Regions from separate parts of the Mus musculus genome. Here regions 1 and 2 are each linked to region 3. A link is a contact called in public HiChIP or PLAC-seq data. All regions are on one chromosome and are shown on one strand. Each heading gives the region's core, a stretch centred on a gene start, on an enhancer-like site or on the middle of the called end of the contact. The rest is flanking DNA. Distances are from core to core; before and after follow the strand shown.

Region 1 (2,700 bases), core at 7-2,506, 760 kb before region 3:
TTAGCAGACATGGTAATACTTCAGAGGCTAAGATTGGGGAGGGGGCAAGGGGTGACATTAGGGCAAAATCCTGTCATGGATTACCTTCCATATAGATCCTACCCACCTAGCAGTGCTTGGGGCTCCACCATGGCAACGCATTCCCATCTCTGCCGATGGCAGGGTCTCTGGGAGAGATAAAGCTCTGTATTAGGAGGGAAAAAAGTCACACAGGAAAACTGGGGTACACCTGAGGACAGGACACTTTCCTGGAATGGCCACTGTGCCTCTTACCTCTCTCTTTCTCTATTATGACTCTCCTATAAAGCTGGCACCACGGGAACCTATGAGCTGCCCATTCCAGGTGATAGGGATGATGAAAGTGCAGGATTTAACCACTCAATACCTACCTATGCTAGGGCTGTGAACCCACAGCCTATAGGTACCTATAGGTACCTGCATTTATTTGCAGCATCACCTTCACTAGCCCATCTCTCCCCACCCTTTTAAAATTAGTTTTCTCCAACTGAGTGTCACTGGAAATACATATCACATTTATTTTTAGATTTGTTTATTTATGTATATGAGTACACTGCCACTCTCTTCAGACACACCAGAAGTGGGCATGGGATTCCATTACAGATGGTCATGAACCACTATGTGGTTGCTGGGAATTGAACGCTGGAACTCTGGAAGAGCACTCAGTGCTCTTAACCACGGAGCCATCTCTCCAGGCCCAGTCCGTATTCTTTTTCGGTGAAATTGTTTCTCCCACTTCTGCAATGAAGGATCTTGGGGATAAAAGATGATGCAGCTTCATGGCCAGTATTCTTAAAAGAGTTGTCTGAGATATCTACCCCACATTCCTGGCCCTTGCATTCCTGACTCCTAGGTATTAGGAAAAAGACCCCCTAGGTATTACCCAAAGACCACTGTTTCATCCATCCAAGTGCAGTTCAGGATTTTGCTTCCCTCAGATCTTTTGACTGGGATAGGCCCCATCTGGGCAGAATATCCATTTGTATTGTAAGCCTTAGGCTACTTGTGCAAGTATCTAGAGCCTCTTAGTGGTCCCACTTCGGACAACAAAATCAAGCAGCTCTGCTTTCACCAGCAGGGTGCCATAAGACAGACAGATGCCTCCACAGTTACTGCCAAACTGGTACCTAAGGACCAAAATAGCAGTCAGATGACCACAAGGGCCAGTTTACCACTTTCTGGGCTTGAGTCCAGAAGCAGCAGCAGCTATAAATAGCCACAACACTCGCACACTTTGGGAAGAACATCGGGGACAGCGCCACTCTGACCAGGGGCACGATGAGGTCGCTTCGTTTCATTTCTGCTGAAGCGTTAGTGTCCCACTCCCAGCTGGTCCAGGAGAACCTGGACAATATAGCCTACAACCTCTACCCACTTCTGTTCAAGGCCAGTTACCTGCTAGAGCAGGCAGATGTAACCCGTGCTCTGCTGAGTCACTGGCCACTGGAGGAGTTCCGGCTGGCTGTGCTACTGAGGCCAAACACTGACCACCCTGAAGACCTGCGTGATCGTGCCTGCAAGGCCTGCCTGGAGGCCTGTATGCAGGGCATAGCTGACCATGTGCTGAAAAGTGGGAGCAACCGCCTTCGGGTAGCTGATTTCACCGGCATCCAGGACGTACAGGTGCAGCAATGTCCTTGTGGGAGGGCACTAGGAAGGTGGGGCCGTACCAAGGTGCTGGCCAGGACCTGCTGCCAGCTCCAAGGACAGCCCTGTTCAGCTGGGCACCCCATTGAAGTCTTTGCTGACCTCTTTGTCACAGAAGGCAACTTTGACATGGTGGTGCAGGCCCTGAAGCCATTAGGCCCAGCACCTCTGCAGGTCTGTTGCCCTTCACTCCGGGCAGACAGCCTGAGCCCTGGGCAGCTCCTACAAGTTCTTGGCCTGGCTGGGCCAGGCAACCTTAGAAAGTTGGAGGTAGTACACAATGTCCGGCTGCATGCTGGCCATGTGCAGCAGCTGCTGACCCAGGTGGGCTTCCCTCAGCTGACCTCACTCACCTTGCCCACCAAGGCCTTCGATGCTCCCCCAACTTGTGCCCCAGATCCAGAGGGCGAGGATCTTCTCCTTACCTCTATTGCCTGGGAGCTCAGCCAGATGAACCAGCTCACTGAGCTAAGTGTGGCTTTCTCTACACTCACTGGGAAGATCCAAACATTGCTTAGGTAAGTCTCAGAGAATTGGGTACAGGGCCTGGTAAAGTATTCTGGAGTCACTGAGGAACAGGGATAGGATCTGTTTACACAATGTTCTCTGGGAATGTGTTGGTCAGACCAGCAAGAGTTAAGAGCCATTAGGAAAGAATCAGAACACTGATCCAGTTTGGAAGACGCCTTTCAATGAACAAAAACTCGGCCATGGGGCTTGCCCATAATCCCAGTGCTTGAGGTCAGCTACAAAGAGAGGCTTATTTCAACAAACAAAAACAAACACAAGAGCTGAGGGTATAGGGTAGTTGAGTGATAAAGCACTAGCAGGGTTGTGCTGGAATGGCAGCTCTCATCCAGACAGACCACACCAGGCCAATGCAGTTCCATGTGGCAGAGGTTTATTGGGGTGGGTTGGGGTGGACAGAGACAAAGGGAGAAAAGAGAGAAAGAAGGGCCAAAGGTCAGGAAGGGTCTACCTTTTATTTAGGCTCACAGGTAAGGGTGGGAAATGGACTCTGGGAATGTGATTGCC
Region 2 (2,770 bases), core at 270-2,769, 690 kb before region 3:
TTATGCAGAGCAGAACCTCTCTCAGATACCATCACCACCTCATTATCACTGCAGTGATGGTGTTTGAGAGATACACAAGAATCACAAACTATGAAAATTAAAAACAAATTTACAATAACTTCAGTTCTAACAGACCAAGTTTTTCTAGGCATAGTTTACATTAAAAAAAAAACAGATTAAAATACAATTAATCATTTTTTTTAAAAAAACTGTGGTAGTGAGCCAGGTGGTGACGGCACACGCCTTTAATCCCAACACTCAGGAGACAGGCAGGTGGATCTCTGAGTTCTAGGAAAGCCAGAGTTACACTGAGAAACTCTATCTAGAAACAAACAAGCAAGCAAACAAACAAAACCAAAAATAAACAAAAAACATGGTAGTGTAGGTGCACGTTGTCTGATACAAAAACCCAATATAAATACATTTATCCAACCATTATTGCTGAGCCTCTGTTGTCTGCCACGCAGAGTTGTTTACAAAATAGAGAACAGAACTGCCCTTATGTTTCCAGATTCTCTGACAAAACTCGCGAACTAGTTGTTCACGTTCAGAGCTGTGCACAGAAGAGGCAAAGTACCTTTTACTTCTGAGATCCCAGGGCTGGTCCCTTGTTCCCTTGTAGGGAAGAGAATGCCTTCAGAACAAACAGCCAGTTCAAATCTAAGGAGCAGAAGCAAGCAAGGGTACTTTGGAGGAACCCTAGCCAATGGACAGTGTGATACTCGGGTGCTTCCCAAGAGCCTGAAACGTGGGCAGGGTCAAAATCAGGACTGGGTGCCTAGGTGGAAGGTGGGAGGGACTGGATGAGGGGTGGGACATGGAGAGCAGACTGCCCACACGAAGAACTTCAGAGATTCCAGGAGTCTCTGAACCTTGTGCTTGTTAGTAAGAGTCACGATGCCTAGGCCAGGCGGGACAGCCGAATAGGTATGTTTAGGGCTGAGCCTATCCACCATGTGGTGTCCTGAAAAGCTTAGACGAGAATGTCCCCTGAAAGACCCCAATGTACCTAATATTTCTCATTCTTGGTAAATTCTGTGTCAGAAAGTAGCAAACTAATACTTTATGCTTTGCAAAGTATAAACATACTGTATCTTTAATCTTTTTTATTTTCCAAACAACTCTATAGCGCAAGAAAGGAGGAACACGCTAAGTCTTGGTTACCTATTCTGATCTCATTCTCTGGCCCCAGGGGCCAAGGGGCCCCAACCCACAGCTCCGCAAAAGGAAGGACTCCCTGGATTTTCTTAGGACCAGGTGGGATTTGGTGCACAAACTGGAGGCTTGCTCTGGGATCTCCAAAGGCCCGGGTAAAAACATATTTAGGCACAAAGATCACGGGTACCCGAAGAGCAAGCGGTGACACCCTATCCAGGCACTCAGACCCGGGGACCCTAAATATTGAAAGGGCGCGTGGCAGGCAGGGACAAGGATGTGCGTGCGCCCTCTGCCGCTTTTCCCTTGCGTCTGCCGCTTCGGGCGGGGCGGCTCGCGTGCTGGGGTGGGGCTTTCCTTCTCTAGTCTGAGGCCAGGTCCCAGAGATGAGAGAGCTGACAGCTCCTGGCCTCCGCGGCTCCCTCAGCGGGCGCGCCCGATCTTCTGCGCCCCGCCTGCCCCGGGTAAGTACTCTTGGACTTCACGGGGCTCTCTGGTCTTTGCCTCTGCTGTAGCCACTCTGAGATTGTCCAGCTTGGTCTGGGGCCCCTTCTGCTACACATTTTTGCATCTGGAGGGTCCAGAATTGCTGAAAGTGATGGGCACTCCAGGGGCTTCTCTCTTGGCATCAGACCTTTGAGGGAAGCCAGTCAGGTTCTTCAGTTTTGAGGAGTCAGTTTTCTCTTGACTTGGGTATCCTGTCCCCAAACTCCTTCACTCCCGAAAATGAGCCAGGGAATACCTGTCCCGCATTGGAGAGTCCTTTTGCCTTGGACCTAATGTCTTTTAGAAGTTTTTTGCAGATGATGGCAAGGGGGCTCCTCACAGGCCGCCTTAGCTATCCCTGGGACTGGAGCACCACGGGCACAGCCAGCGAAAGTGGCGCAGTAGCAAGCCCTTTCATGGAGATCAGAGGGCAGTAACAAGGGATTCACGCTTTGGAGGGACTTCCACCATTCCGGGAATTGTCCAATTAGTGGCACCAGAAATATTTGCCTTCTCCAATTTTGAGAAGCAGAAAATTACGGTGTATGGCTTCTTTCAGAAAGAGACAGGACCCTGGTGTTGCTGAAAATCTTAGTGGTACAAACCCTGGAGTCCTCGGCCTTGTGTTGCTTCCCCAGTCCCAGTTGGAGAGCTCTCTCTATTGGGGACAACTCTCGTTCCCCTCCCGGGGCTTCTCCTGGAAGGAGGTTCAGGCTTTGCACAGTTCTAGTACAAGGGTCCCCCCACCCTCCAAAAGGTCTATTTTTTGCAGCTGTTTCTACGGTTTGGATTCATGAGATCTTTCTCACTTTGGCTACCCTTGTCCGGGGTGCGAGGTGTAACTTGGCTCCTCAGGACTGTATCCAGCTAAACTTAGAGGCTCAACTCTAGGAGAAGCTTATGTGTACACCTTGGGTGATACCCCAGAGCTTGGGGGTACTGTACAGTGTAATTTAACTTCTCCTAGCCTGATCAAGGAACTCATAGTAGGAGACACTCTAGGCCTCAGAGTCTGGTTCACTTTTGCCCATCATGGGGAGTGGCCTGCCTTGGTATGAGACCCTGACGCAGTGAGCAGTGGCTGTCTTTTTTCATGAGCAGGGGCATGGCCAAGTGCTGATTATTCCAG
Region 3 (2,758 bases), core at 244-2,743:
GGGAGCTAAAGACTGGTTGGCTAGTGAGCTTGATACCTGTTGGGCAGTACAGGATCTTGATTGGATGAGCAATTTTACAAATTTTATTTGAACTTTTGCACGTTAAAATCATATGTCAAATGCTAAGCCATGTTAATTCCCAAAAGTTACTGTATATAGCTGAGCATTGAGATTTATATTCTAATGCCAAAGGTCACTTACTTGTAAGTAACAAGTGAACTAACTACTCTTACTAGGTAGGCCAATGTATCATTCCTTGGGAGACTACATGGGCTGTAGTAAACCACGCTGCCCTTAGATTGCAGTAAAAGCTACTTGCTAAGTGACAAACACCTGTTACTTTCAGCTTGACTGTTTACACAGACCCTAGACAGGAGTGCTTCTATAGGATGTCCTCACTCTACATACAATGCTATCCATGACATCCTGGAACCCATCTCTGGCAATCTGTCCCACATCCACACCTTTCAAATTTGGAATCCACATCAAAGTCTTCCACGTTCAAGATCAGGTCCACATTGTTCTCTGCACCAAGGCTGGACCGTGTGGTGGTGTAAACACTCAGCTGGAAAGAGTGAGCAAGAATGAATAGCCAAAAGGTCCTGATAGAAAACATGTAACTATTGTGAGAGGGTAGCAATCTGAGGGCTACCTCTCAGAGGGTGAGCTTGGGCAAGATGGCCTGTGTGACACTGCTGTGAACAAGGAACCTAACTGTAGAGCTGACCTGTCCGGAATTCCCACTAGAAGCAGGAAGTGACACAGGTGATAAGAGGGCAGAGCTAGCAGCCTGACTCCCATATGGCTGGAGATCTCCTGTTAACTTCCACTGGGGTCCCGTTAGGAAACACGTGTAGGGCAACTGGATCTCAGTTATAATCGGGGTAGGGCAGAGCACCAAGGGGTAACAAGAGAGCAGCAGAGAACAGAGAAGTCTCAACTCCAGCTCTCACTGCCACCTAACCAGAACATTGGACAGTGACATCAGTGATAAGGGGCAAAACTGGTAGCCCGAAACCCTCTGACCAGTGCCAGTAGGGGGTGGGTGGTAGCACCCGGCCGGGAGGCGCCTTCTTAGGGCTCCCGGACGCTCACCTGCAGTTTGGGCCGCAGGGCCAGATAGGGCTGGATGCAGTTGGAGTCACCCGAGCACGGACGGGTATAGACGATACCGTACATGACCCAGCAGGTATGCACCACGTACACCAGGAACACGCCCACCACCAAGCTGGTAAAAGAGCTGCGGCCGCTCCACATGGCGCCGCAACCTGCGGGCCGAGCGCCGCCGCCGCCCGCCGCTCACGGGAGAGCCGCTGCGCGCCACCGCCACCGCCGCGGGGAAACCAACGCGCCTCGCGCGGGCCGCCGGCCGCCCCGCATGCTCCCGATAACCCACACCCGGCGCTGGGGGATTGGCCGGATTTGCCGGCCACCGCTTCCGGGAACCGAGCAGCTGGCGGAAGTGGACGCGCACGGCCCTCTGGGAGCCAGACGCTCCGCCACGCACTCGCAACCTCACGACGACCGCACGACCGGCGCGCGCGCGTGACGTCAGCCTCTTGCGCCGTACTCCCGGCATGCCTGTGGGAGCCCAGGTCCGCCACCAACCTTGGCGGCACCCGGTTCTTGGAAATTTTTTCTTTGCGTTGCTCTTCTTAAGGCCCTGTGCAGCCTTACGGCGGCGCCCCAGGATGATGGCGGGGACGACCCTGATCCTGGCTCTTCAAAGTCTAGGGGAGCGTCCAAAAGTTAAGAAAACACGGAGGAGACTCAGGAAACTCAAATACCGATTTCTCGGGTGTGAGGTTACTGTGTTGATAACATGCAGTTCAAGATGGCCAGAAAAGGTCAAAAAGAGTTTTTACAGGTCACTTGCCCCTTTTGTCAGAAGAATAAGTTCCTTTGCGGTAATATAAATCTTAATCCTGGCTAACATGCAAAGGTAGGTTATATCTCAAGAAGATCTTTTTCCCGGACTTCCCATTACTCATTCAGATAAAACCATCTGGGTTCTTAAATTTATTTATTCACTTTACATCCCGATGTCAGCCCCTACTCTCCTCTTATCCTCTCCCCTGTCCCCTCTCCCCTTCTCATCTCAGAAGGGGGTAGGCCACTCAGATAAACCATCGGAGTCCATTAATTGTTCACTTTACGTCCTGATGCCAGCCCCTACTCTCTTCCCTACTCCCTCTCCCCTTCTCTGAGAAGGGGAGGCTCCACTGGGTACCAACCCACCCCTGGCACATCAAGTCACTGCAGGACTGGCCACATTCTCTCCCACTGAGGCCAGACAAGGCAGCCTAGTTAGGGGAACGGGATCCACAGGTAGGCAACACTGGGACAGACCCGGGTCCATTTGTTGGGGAACTTGAATGAAGACCAAGCTGCACATCTGCTATATATGTGTTGGGGTGGGGTGTAGGTCCAGTCCATGTATGCTCTTTGGTTGGTGGTTTAGTCTTTGGGAGACCCCCAAGGGCCCAGGTTAGTTGACTCTGTTGGTCTTGTGGACTCCTGTCCCCCCCAGATCTCAATTCTTGCTCCAACTTTTCTATAAGACTCCCCAAGCTCTGTCTAATGTTTAGCTGTGGGTCTCTGTATCTGTTTCAGTCAGCTGCTGGGTAGAGCCTCTTAAGAGGACAGTTATGCTAGGCTCCTCTCTGCAAGAATAACAGAGTATCAGGTTCTTCTGGCCTTCATTTTAATCTTCTTAAATATTTCTTGGTTTAGGGTATACACAGTTTCTAGAGTGAAG

The links. HiChIP or PLAC-seq counts read pairs in DNA pulled down with a chosen protein or histone mark.
Region 1: a contact with region 3 is called in an H3K27ac HiChIP or PLAC-seq map of microglia, with 5 times the contacts expected there. The contact joins the promoter of Lrrc14b here to the promoter of Clptm1l in region 3. A contact is called at or near these places in 2 of 39 promoter capture datasets (maxillary cranial neural crest and pre-B cells), 1 of 484 Hi-C or Micro-C datasets (uterus) and 1 of 115 datasets of contacts at active chromatin or transcription factors (microglia).
Region 2: an H3K27ac HiChIP or PLAC-seq map of large pre-B cells shows a contact between it and region 3, with 2.7 times the contacts expected there. The contact joins the promoter of Ahrr here to the promoter of Clptm1l in region 3. A contact is called at or near these places in 2 of 115 datasets of contacts at active chromatin or transcription factors (large pre-B cells and pancreatic cancer cells).

The regions. Positions count from the first base shown.
Region 1 is chr13:74,362,556-74,365,255 of GRCm38.p6, reverse strand. Lrrc14b (leucine rich repeat containing 14B) reads left to right here and starts at 1,256. Exons shown (of 2, transcript NM_001033042.3): 1 at 1,256-2,183. The coding sequence starts at 1,297. It also overlaps a transcript of Ccdc127 not described here.
Region 2 is chr13:74,291,080-74,293,849 of GRCm38.p6, reverse strand. It overlaps Ahrr (aryl-hydrocarbon receptor repressor), which reads left to right and starts at 1,519. Exons shown (of 11, transcript NM_009644.3): 1 at 1,519-1,619.
Region 3 is chr13:73,602,737-73,605,494 of GRCm38.p6, reverse strand. It overlaps Clptm1l (CLPTM1-like), which reads right to left and starts at 1,493. Exons shown (of 17, transcript NM_146047.2): 1 at 1,096-1,493; 2 at 465-565. The coding sequence starts at 1,257.